Linked DNA regions of Oryctolagus cuniculus: region 2 is linked to region 1. The links are chromatin contacts, called in public Micro-C maps. All regions are on one chromosome and are shown on one strand. Each heading gives the region's core, a stretch centred on a gene start, on an enhancer-like site or on the middle of the called end of the contact. The rest is flanking DNA. Distances are from core to core; before and after follow the strand shown.

Evidence for each region. A called contact is a pair of places that touch in the nucleus more often than the background predicts.
Region 2: a Micro-C map of ear pinna shows a contact between it and region 1, with 6 times the contacts expected there. The contact joins the promoter of UTP3 here to the promoter of GRSF1 in region 1. A contact is called at or near these places in 2 of 6 Hi-C or Micro-C datasets (ear pinna and an unstated tissue).

The regions. Positions count from the first base shown.
Region 1 is chr8:94,654,455-94,659,915 of mOryCun1.1, reverse strand. It overlaps GRSF1 (G-rich RNA sequence binding factor 1), which reads right to left and starts at 2,829. Exons shown (of 10, transcript XM_051819728.2): 1 at 2,347-2,829. The coding sequence starts at 2,700.
Region 2 is chr8:94,800,369-94,805,829 of mOryCun1.1, reverse strand. UTP3 (UTP3 small subunit processome component) reads left to right here and starts at 3,467. Exons shown (of 1, transcript XM_002717119.5): 1 at 3,467-5,461. The coding sequence starts at 4,466. LOC138843560 (a long non-coding RNA gene) reads right to left here. Exons shown (of 3, transcript XR_011378406.1): 2 at 165-198.

The DNA of each region.
Region 1 (5,461 bases), core at 1,580-4,079:
TGTTAGATGACAGTAATATTTCAGATGCAAAAAACTTCACAAAGTCAACATGTCCTGTTTGGGCTTCAAATGTACACCCTAAAGCAACAAGCAGGCATAGCCTTCTGCTTTGGCAGGCCATACATTTTAAAATGCATCAGCCCCAAATTATACCTAGTAATGTTTTAATTAAAGTAGCACAAGATGCATCCCTTCAACCTGACCAATATTTGAGTGCCCCTTATATACAATGCAAGGGAGACTCTCCTCTCAGGGACATTATCTCTTTTTTGTAAATATCTATTTATTTATTTGAAAGGTAGAGTTACAGAGAGGCAGGGAGAGAGAGAGAGAGAGAGAGAGAGAGAGAGGAGTCTTCCATCCAGGGATTCACTCCCCAGATGGCTGCAACAGCTGAAGCTGGGGCGAACTAAAGCCAGGAGCCAGGAGATTCTCTGGGTCTTCCATGTGGGTGCAGGGGCCCAAGGAGCTGAGCTGGATGAGAAATGGAGCAGCCAAGGACTCGAACTGGCATCCATATGGGATGCCAGCACTGCAGGCGGTACCCGCTAGCCACATCACAGGCCCCGAGATTATTATCTTGAATCAGACAAGCCTAGAAGATGTTTTAAGTGCTATACTTAAGATACAAAATATTAAAGAATTCAAAACAGAGCACTAACAGAAGAATCAAGAGGTGATACAGGGATATATAAAAGGGCATTACAGTTTGAGAGGTGGAGACAAGAAGCAATATGACCAAAGGCCCATTTGGAAAACAAACAGCAAACTACTCCCATTTGTCCCAACTGTAGAGGACACTCAGGAACCAAAGAAAATGAGCTGGCAAAAGGAATCTGGTAGGATACAGCAGCAGGCCTTGACCCCTGGGCCCAACGTGCGTCCTTTGCTGGGCAGGCAAAGGAAAGTTAATAAAAGACGTGGAGCAGTGGGTAAATCCAGGCCGCAGGACGCCCCGGAAAGATTAATCTGTCAGCTGGCACGCCAACAAGTGAACAAGAAGCCCACAGCAAGCAGCAGTGCGAGGCAACAGGAGCTGAAGATGCACCTAAAGAACTCCGTGTTCTAAGACTGAGCCACAACTGGGATTTAATAACGCGTCAGGTACTGTAACAGCAACGTGGGGCGACAAACCAGGTTTTCGGAGACACCTGCGTACCATCCATCCTTTCATGAAGATTGGGGTCTAATTTTAAGGGAGTCGAGGATAAATGGGAGCATGGTGTGTAACACACACAGTACTGGTATATGCTCAAGATTCTGTCGCTGTAGTCAATTTTACAGAAGAAAATACATCAATCGAGAGAGGCCTAGCGCACAAAGGCTCACTGGAGATGGGCTTTCTGTTTGTTTTAGAGCAACTTTCCCCCCATTTCGCCAGCGTTCCAAAAAGCACCGCAGCAGAAAAGTATTGGGCCAGGATTCAAATCAATTAGCTCAGCCCCTGGCAGACAGCAGCCATGCTGTTTCACCTCCCAGTTTCCATAAATCCAAGCAGCACAAACTGAATTCAGACAAACATCCGGGTCCAGGGAGTCCAAAAGTGTTCATGCCACTTCTCAGACGCCACAGAACAAGCAGAGGCGGACACTGCACACAGCAGGCGCCAAATACGTGCAATCAGAAAAAAAAAATTTAAAAAACGGTGGACTCACTCTGGAGACCCCAAATTGCGGCCTCGACCCTCGAGGCCCACTCCCCGCAGTCTCTCCTCCGCCCCCAGCACCGCACACTGTCCCAACTGCTCTCCCCGCGGGAGGCGCCCCGCAGTGCTAAAGGCCCTTGTGTCAAAGGAGTGGAGTTCCAGAGGTGACCTTCAGTGCACTGGGGCAGCCCGCCTCGGCCCGAGGAGGCGAGCGAGCAGGGCGCGCCGGGCTCCAGGCTCCATCCCTGCACGAACCCTGGCGGCGGCGGCTGCCCGCGCGGCGCCCAGGGACGCCCGGGCCTAGCGCTGCGGCTGCACGGCGGCAGCTCCCAGCCCCGCGCCGGGTCCGGCCTCCAACTTCACCACCGGCGGGTGGACGGCGACAGGGATGCGGGGAGCGCGTGTCAGCAGCCTCACGACACCTACCATGGGCCCGGCGGGACACGAGGCCTCAACATGCACCCCAGTCCCGCGTACACTGCCCAACCGACCAGAGACTCCAGGGGCGAACAAAACCAGGAGAAAATCGCAGGCCTGGAAGAGCGGCCCTTGTTCCCCGGGCCCAATAGGAGCAGGGAGCGGACCGGGGGGCGGGTGTGTGCGGCGCGTGCCGCGGGTCCCCGGGCGCGCGCGCGCGCCGCCGCCGCCGGGAATGGGGGGGGGGGGAGTCCCGCGCGCGGCCCCGCGCGGCGCCAACGTACCTGGCTGTAGCCCCGCGCCGGGCCCGCGGCCGCCGCCAGCGACTGCGGCAGCAGAGGGGCGCGCAGGGCCGGGTAGGAGGCGGCGGCCGCGGCTGCGGCGGAGGTGGCCGCGGGCGGAGGGCCCGCCAGCCTCCCGGCGGGCGCAGGCCCGATCTGGAGGCCGCGTGTCTGGGAGGCGGCGGCCGCGGCGGCCCCGAGCAGCAGCAGCAGGCGGCGGCGGCCCGAGACGCCGGAGGGGAAGGAGCCAGCGGCGGAGTAGAAGGGCAGGCAGGCGGCGCCGGTGCGCCGGCAACTGCTGCAGTTGCAGCCGCAGCCCCGGAGCAGCGCCCCGAGCACCCAGCGCGTCCCGGCCATGGACTCCGGCGGCGGCGCGGGGCCTGGAGGCGGCTGCCGCTGCAGCGCGAGCGGAGGGGAAGCGGACTCCAGGGCCGGGGAGGGGACGCCGGGCACATGCGCCGCCGGCACCGGGGGCAGCGGCGAGTCGCGAGGAGGCGGAGGAGAGCGCGCCGCTCCGCCCGGTCTCCGCCCTCGGGGCGGGGCCGCCCGCGGGTCGGGCGGGGCCGGGGCCGCGGCTGCGCCCGCCCGGCCGCACCTCAGCCTGGGGGGAAACTGAGGCCTCGCGGCGAGGAGGCGAGGCTGTCCCGGCTGTGAGGGGCCGCCGGAACGCGTGACGTGAGGAGCCGTGATCTCCCGGTGGTAAACAGACGGGCAGACGTCGGAGGAGGCTTGGTAACCCCAAGCTTGAGAGCACTTTGCTTCAAGATGCACTGTGTACTTAAGCTGATGGTAAACACAGAGAGCCTCCCCTGATGAGAGTGCATTCGCGAGCGGACACGCAGGGATTTGCACCAAATAAATGGTGACCGCTTGAGCATTTTTCTTCCTTGTGTTGCCAGGACCTGTCAAAGATAAGTGGGCTGAAGGGAGTTCTTAGAATCAAAAGGAAAAGCTAATTTTAAAAAAACTTTATTATGGAAAATATCGTAGAAATGTATAAATCACACGAGCTTCTAGAACGTGTGGATTATCAACAGTTTTCTTCTTTAAAAAAGGTGTATTTATGGGGTCGGTGCTGTGGCCCAGCGCGTTAAGGAGCGACCGCAAGCCCTGTCATTCCTCATAGGTGCCTGTTCCAGTCCCACCTGCTCCACTGCCTGCTGAACACGCCAGGGAAAGCAGCAGAAGATAGCCCAAGTGCCTGGGCCCCTGCACCCACGTGGGAGACCCAGAGGAAGCTCCTGGCTCCTGCCTCCCGCCTGACCTAGCTCAGGTTATGGCGATTTGAGAAGTGAACCAGCGGATGAAAGATCTCTCTCTCCTTCTCCTTCAGTAACTCTGACTTTCAAATAAATAAATCAGTCTTTAAAAAGGAAAAAGGATGAGTGTAACAAATAGTACAAAATCTTAAAAAAAAAATTTATTTATTTGAAAGGCAAAATGATACAGAGAGGGAGGGAGCTATCGTGCACTTCTTGGTTCACTACCCAAATGGCTGCAAACAGGGGCAGGCTGAAGCTGGGAGCCAGGAACTCCACCTTGGTCTCCCACATGGGTGCCAGGAGCCCAAGCCCTGTTCATACACTACCTTCCCAGGAGCATTAGCAGGGAGCTGGATTGGAAGCCAAACAGTAGGGGATTTGAACTTCTGATATGGAGCTCCAGTGTGGTAAGCAGCGGCTTAAACCACAGCACCACAAAGCTGGCCCATCAACATGTTTCAGTATTGTTTCTTTTTTTGTTGTTATTTTTTTTCTTTTTTTTATATTTTTTTTATCAGTATTGTTTCATCTACTCCTACTGTCACCACTATAACCTTATTTTCTTTGCTAAGATATATAAAAGCAAAGTGTGATCTTCCCAGTCATTCATCCTAAATTGACAAGGTCTGAAACAGAAAAACACCACACTGACAGGTTGCATTTTGTGGGTTTTTTAGATATTTTAGGTTATTGCACTTTGTTTACCTTGGACTACCTTTAGGTAAGGAAAACTCAGTACTTCTCAAGAAAACTTTTCTTCTCCCAACAAGCAAAGAACAGGAAAAGATGTGACGAGTTCAACTCTGTGAACCTAAGTATCAGCAAGGCAGGCATGCAGCAGAGTAGGAAGATGCCCCTTGGGATGCCTGCATCCCCGAACAGTCCCTGGGTTTCATCCCAGCTCCATTCCTGATTCCGGCCTCTTGCCAATGCACACACAGGAGAACAACAGGTGATGACTCAGGTATTTGGAACCTGACACCCCCATGAAAACCTGGATTGAGTCACTGGTTCCTGGCTTTGGCCTGGGCTGGCTCCAGCTGATGTGAGCATTTGGGGAATGAACCAACAGATGAAAGATCTGTCTCTGTTCTCCAAACCTTTCAAATAAAAATAAATTTAAAAGATTTATTATTATTTATTTGAAAGAATTAGAGACAGAAGAGAGCTTCCATCTGCTGGTTCACTCCTCAAATGGCTGCAATGGCCAGGGCTGGGCCAGGGAGTTTCTTCCGGGTCTCTACGTGGGTGCAGGGTCCCAAGAAGTTGAGCCATCTTTTGCTGCTTTTCCTAGACCAGTAACAGGGAGCTGGATGGGAAGTGGAACAGCTGGGACAGGAACCAGCGCTCACATATGGGATGCTGGTATTATAGGCAGCGACCTTACCAGCTCTGCCACAACACCAGCCCCAGTAAATGTTATTTTAAAATCAAGTAACTGTAAACACCACTTTTTAGTGCTAGTTATTTAACTTTTAATTATGGAAGTAAAACTGTTGGACAAGAACCTATATTGAAAGACTTAAAACTTTTACTTACTTATATTTGAAAGAGAGAGAAACAGATACAATTGATACAGAGAACCCAAATACCCAAAACACTGAGTACTAGGCCAGGCCGAAGCCAGGAGCCAGGAACTTCATCCAGTCTCCGCTTTGAGTGATGGGGGTGCAAGTACTTGAAGCACCATCTGCTGCCTCCAAGATCCGAAGCAAGGTCAGAAGTAGAGGCAGGGGAGCTGGCGCTGTGGCTTAGCGGATAAAGCTGCCCCCTGCAGTGCTGGCATCCCATATGGGTACCTATTCGCATCCCGAATGCTCCACTTCTGATCCAGCTCTCTGCTATGGCCTGGAAAA
Region 2 (5,461 bases), core at 2,218-4,717, 150 kb before region 1:
TGTTGATGCTATTCAACAGTCCAGGAAAAAAGAGATCAGTTCAAAGTGAAGTAGTATCCTGGTATCACCTGACGTCATTTACAGACCCCTACTTTCCCACAGTAAGAAAATCCCCTTTAGACCAAGGCAAAAGAGTAGTCTGTAAAACAAATTCAAAAACGAACCTGTTGGCTTTCATTGTGTGTAGCTTGCTAACTCCTGAGCAGGACACCAACATCATGTAAAAAAAAAAAAAAAGGAAAAAAGATTCAAGTTAATGATATGTTGTAATTACCACAGATGCAATAGTTACATATCAAATGTTATTCAGTACTTGTTTATTTTCTCTAGGAATTCTGTGCTTTTCTTTTTAATAGGCATAGGCTTATGATGTTAAAAAGCTGTTAATCTGTCTTTGCAGGAATACAAATTTCAGCAAATAATTTTCTTACCTAAGTGGCAAATTCTAAAATTAGGCTGCGGAAGGGTCTATAGGCACTAATGTAATTGAAGACCTGACTTCTAAACTGGTCTTTATCAAAAGGATCTTAGAATGTTAGAATACAACATCATCTATGCATTGCATATTGCAACTTGTGTACCTAAGTAAAACTTAATGCTTAGACATAATGAAACAATTGTACATTTTTTAAAGATTTGTTTTATTTACTATTTGAAAGTCAGAGTTACACAGAGAGAGAAGAGGCAGAGAGAGAGAGAGAGTTCTTCCACCCAATGGTTCACTCCCCAATTGGCCACAACAGCTAGAGTTGTGCCGATCCGAAGCCAGGAGCTTCTTCTGGGTCTCCTACGTGGGTGCCAGGGCTCAAGGACTTGGGCCATCTTTTACTGCTTTCCCAGGCCACAGCAGAGAGCTGGATTGGAAGTGGAGCAGCCAGAACTTGAACCAGCGCCCATATGGGATGCCAGCGCTGCAGGCCAGGGCATTAACCTGCTGCGCAACAGCGATGGCCCCACAATTGTACATTTAAAGTAAGGATATAATTACAGTCCTAGCTTAGATGCAACAATGACCTGGGCTGGGCAGTGGTCAAAACTGAAGAAGGAAATGCAATCCAGGTTGTCCATGAGAATGGCAGGAACCCAATCATCATGGCCTCCCAAGATCTGTATTAGCAGGAAGCTGAAATCAGGAACCAGGGCTGGGAAACAAGCCTACACACTCCAATGTGGGATGTGGGTGTTTTAAGCAGTAGACTAACTGCCAGGCAAAACACCCACCCTCTGCCTTGTTTTTCAGTAATCTGTATGTCTTCTTCTCTGTTTGATTTTAAGCTCCTCAAGGGCGTTCATTTTTGGATCTACTACTGCATGTAACATTCTACTAGATAGCAAGCTGAATGACAAAATCCATTAACATTTACATTCAAAGATTAACTTCACATTTACCATCAGAAAATAGACATTTGGCCGGCGCCGCGGCTCACTAGGCTAATCCTCCGCCTTGCGGCGCCGGCACACAGGGTTCTAGTCCCGGTCGCAGCGCCGGATTCTGTCCCGGTTGCCCCTCTTCCAGTCCAGCTCTCTGCTGTGGCCAGGGAGTACAGTGGAGGATGGCCCAGGTGCTTGGGCCCTGCACCCGATGGGAGACCAGGATAAGTAGCTGGCTCCTGCCATCGGATCAGCGCGGTGCGCCGGCTGCAGCGGCGGCCATTGGAGGGTGAACCAACGGCAAAGGAAGACCTTTCTCTCTGTCTCTCTCTCTCACTGTCCACTCTGCCTGTCAAAAAAAAAAAAAATAGACATTTACTCACATCTTTTTTATCCATTAAATTTAAATTTATTTTCAAAATCTTGTGATGGTTCAAAAATGCTTTAAAAACCTTTAAGTGCTTTGAAATTATTGTTTAGTTAAAAATGTTATTTTTCATGGAAAATGGCCCAGATGGTGCAGCCTGGGGCACAGCGGGTTAAGCCACCCTTGCATCCTAAATGGGTGCCAGTTCAAGTCCCAGCTGTTCCACTTCAGATCCAGCTCTCTGATAATGCATCTGTGAAAGCAGGGGAAGATGGCTGAAGTCCTTGGGCCACTGTCACCCACTTGGGAGACCCAGAAGAAGCACCTGATACCTGGCTCTAGCCTGGCCCAGCCCAATCATTGCAGCCATTTGGGGAGTGAACCTGAGACAGATGGTTTTCATTCTCTCTCTCCCTCTCTCTCTCCCCTTCTCTCTGAAGTCTGCTTTTCAAATAAGTTAATTAAGATATTTCTATCTCTAAAAAATTTGATGTAATGATAATATAATGTATCCAAAGAAGTTGTAGATCGCTTAATTTTTTTAAGGCAGTCTTTTTTTTTTTTTAAGATTTATTTTATTTATTTGAAAGACAAAGTTACACAGAGAGGTAGAGCCAGAAAGAGAGAAAGGTCTTCCATCCACCAGTTCACTCCCCAAATGGCCCCAACAGCCAGAGCTGCGTCGATCTGAAGCCAGGAGCCAGGAGATTCCTCCGGGTCTCCCACTCTGGTGCAGGAGCCCAAGGAGTTGGGCCATCTTCTACTGCTTTCCCAGGCCACAGCAGAGAGCTGGATTGGAAGTGGAGCAGCCGGGCCTGGAACCGGCGACCCACATGAAATAGCAGCACTGTAGGCCAGGGCTTTAAACCACTGCGCCACAGTACCGGCCCTATCACTTAATTTTAACAATGAAATTTCAGCTTCCAAATACTTACATTTTTAAAGTATCACAAAACTAACTGAATCTGTCTTACACAAAGTCTGAAAACTTAAACCTGAATTAGTCTGCGGGTAGAGCAGAGCTTTCATACATCTAGTCTTAACAATTTTTCTAAAAACCAACTTAATTCTTTCCTTATTACTATTACCCTCTTCTTCAAATAGCTTGAGCTGTGCCCCTATTCTTTTTTTTCTTTCATCCACTCAGTGACACCCACCCTCTGGAAAATGTCAGAAATTCACCCACATTGGAGAGATAAATGACTGATAACAGCTAAACATGGAAGCTCGGTGTGCCAGCACAGTCCCTGGTTTCTGTGCTAGATTTGCTAGTGACATTTTCCAAGCCTGGTTCCAACTGTGTAAAATGAAAGTCGTTACAATGAAGGATTCCTGAAGTCCATTCTAGCTCAGGTTTTCAGCCTCAGGCATCATTCATCCACTCAGCTCTATATTGCACCGTAAGGTAACAAAACACTCTAATTTCAATACCTATTCATCAACAAATACTGACTGAGCGTCACCCTAAGCGAAGCACTGGACTGGGTTCTTGAAATAAAGGTCTTTGAAGAAATCCACCAAGCCGACGTTAGGACGGAGGGAAACACAACTAAGGGAGTGAAAGAAGAGACCGAAAGGACAAAGCTTCAGCTGCCTGTTGCACGCAGCAGGAATTCCCCGTCTGGGCGAGAATACAAACGCCTTTTCAAGTAACGGGGCTGGCAGGTGCAAAGACAGCTGTGCCGCACGCACCAGGGCACGCCGGAACCGGGCCAGACCGCAGCCACCACGCGACCGCCACGCGCGCCTGGGGCGCAATCCGCGCCCCACAGCCCACCTGGGTGCTCCCTCGCCCGGCACGGGCCAGGCGGATGCTGGGGAATCAACGAGGGGTTCGCCCGGAAAGTTCAGCTGTGTCAAGAACGAATCTCTTCCACTTGGTGAAGAGAAATGGCGGGGCGCGGCCCCTTCTCAAGGAGGGACCCCCGTGGCTGACCGGACTTCCCGGGAGCCTCCCAATCCCATAGCGGGGCTCTGCCTTCCGCCGTCCCCCCTCGGCCCTACACACCCGCGTGGACTCGGCCGCCGAGCGCTGCGGGCAGGGAGACAGGATGCGAGCTCAGCTCCGCGGGAGTCTGGGGTCTAGGGGCTCGGCGCTGCCTCAGGCTGTGGCGCCCGACAGTGTGGTGATTGGAAGTTGCAGCGAAAACACCCGACAAAAGCCATCTGATTAACTACAAAACTGACACGCGGACAAGAGAAAAATTACACCCGCTAACACTGTTCCCAGGGGCTTGGCCCCCGGCGCATGCGCCGTACAGCTCACAGGCCCGCCCTCGGGATGTAGACATACTGCGCCCTCTACCGGCGTCCGCGAACTCACCTCGCGGTTACATCGCGATCTCGCCCCTCAGCCACTCCCAAGCTCGCGAGAGTTAAGAACCAAAATCTCCGGAAAGACTTGTGCGGAACGGAATTTCATTGTTCTATTGTTTCCGCACGGGCAGATTTTAATTCACCGGAACCGACAGGTGTTAAAGGGCACAGCGAGCAACTGATCCGTCTATAGACCGAGCGGAAGTCCTGATTTATTCGACACGCGGAAAGCTTGTTAGGACCCAGAAGGAGGTGGAAGCTCCTGCGTCCGGAGTGCTCGCAAACTCGCGTGGTCGGGGTGCGTGCTGCTGTTTAAATCCTGCTCGTTGCTGAAGAACCAGGTCTGTGCGCAGAAGTCGGAGACGGCCGGGATCCCCGTGGCGCTTTAGAACCTGAGACTGCCGGTGAGCCATGGTGGGGAGATCCCGGCGGCGCGGAGCAGCCAAGTGGGCAGCTGTGCAGGCCAAGGCAGGTCACAGCGCCGCGGACGAAGCTGAGGACGATTTAGGGCCGCCACCCTCGCCAGGGGACTCCAGCTACTACCAAGACCAGGTAGATGATTTCCATGAGGCGCGATCCCGGGCAGCCTTGGCTAAGGGCTGGAGCGAAGTGCCGAGTGGGGATGAGGATGATGGCGATGAGGAGGAGGAGGTACTAGCCTTAGATATTGATGAAGACGATGGAGAAGGAGAGAGTTCGAGTGATGAGGAGGGCGGTGATGATGATGATGAGGATGATGATGGCGGGAGCTCCGTGCAGAGCGAGGGGGAGGCCTCTGTGGATCCCAGCTTGTCTTGGGGTCAGAGGAAGAAACTTTACTATGACACGGACTATGGTTCCAAGTCCCGAGGCCGACAGAGCCAGCAGGAAGTGGAGGAGGAAGAAAAAGAGGAGGAGGAGGAGGCACAAGTCATTCAGCGGCGCCTAACCCAAGTCCTGCAAGAGGACGATTTTGGGGTCGCTTGGGTGGAGGCCTTTGCAAAACCAGTGCCTCAGACAGAAGAGGCAGAGACACGGGTCACGAAGGATCTGGCTAAAGTGTCCGTGAAAGAGAAGTTAAAGATGCTGCGAAAAGAATCCCCAGAGCTCTTGGAGCTGATAGAAGACCTCAAAGTCAAGTTGACAGAGGTGAAGGATGAACTGGAGCCGTTGCTACAGATGGTGGAACAAGGGATCATCCCACGTGGAAAAGGAAGCCAGTATTTGAGGACCAAGTACAACCTCTACTTAAACTATTGCTCCAACATCAGCTTTTATTTAGTCCTGAAAGCTAGGAGAGTCCCTGCCCATGGACATCCTGTCATAGAAAGGCTTGTCACCTACCGAAATTTGATCAACAAGCTGTCAGTCGTGGATCAGAAGCTGTCCTCTGAAATTCGTCATCTACTCACACTTAAGGATGGTACA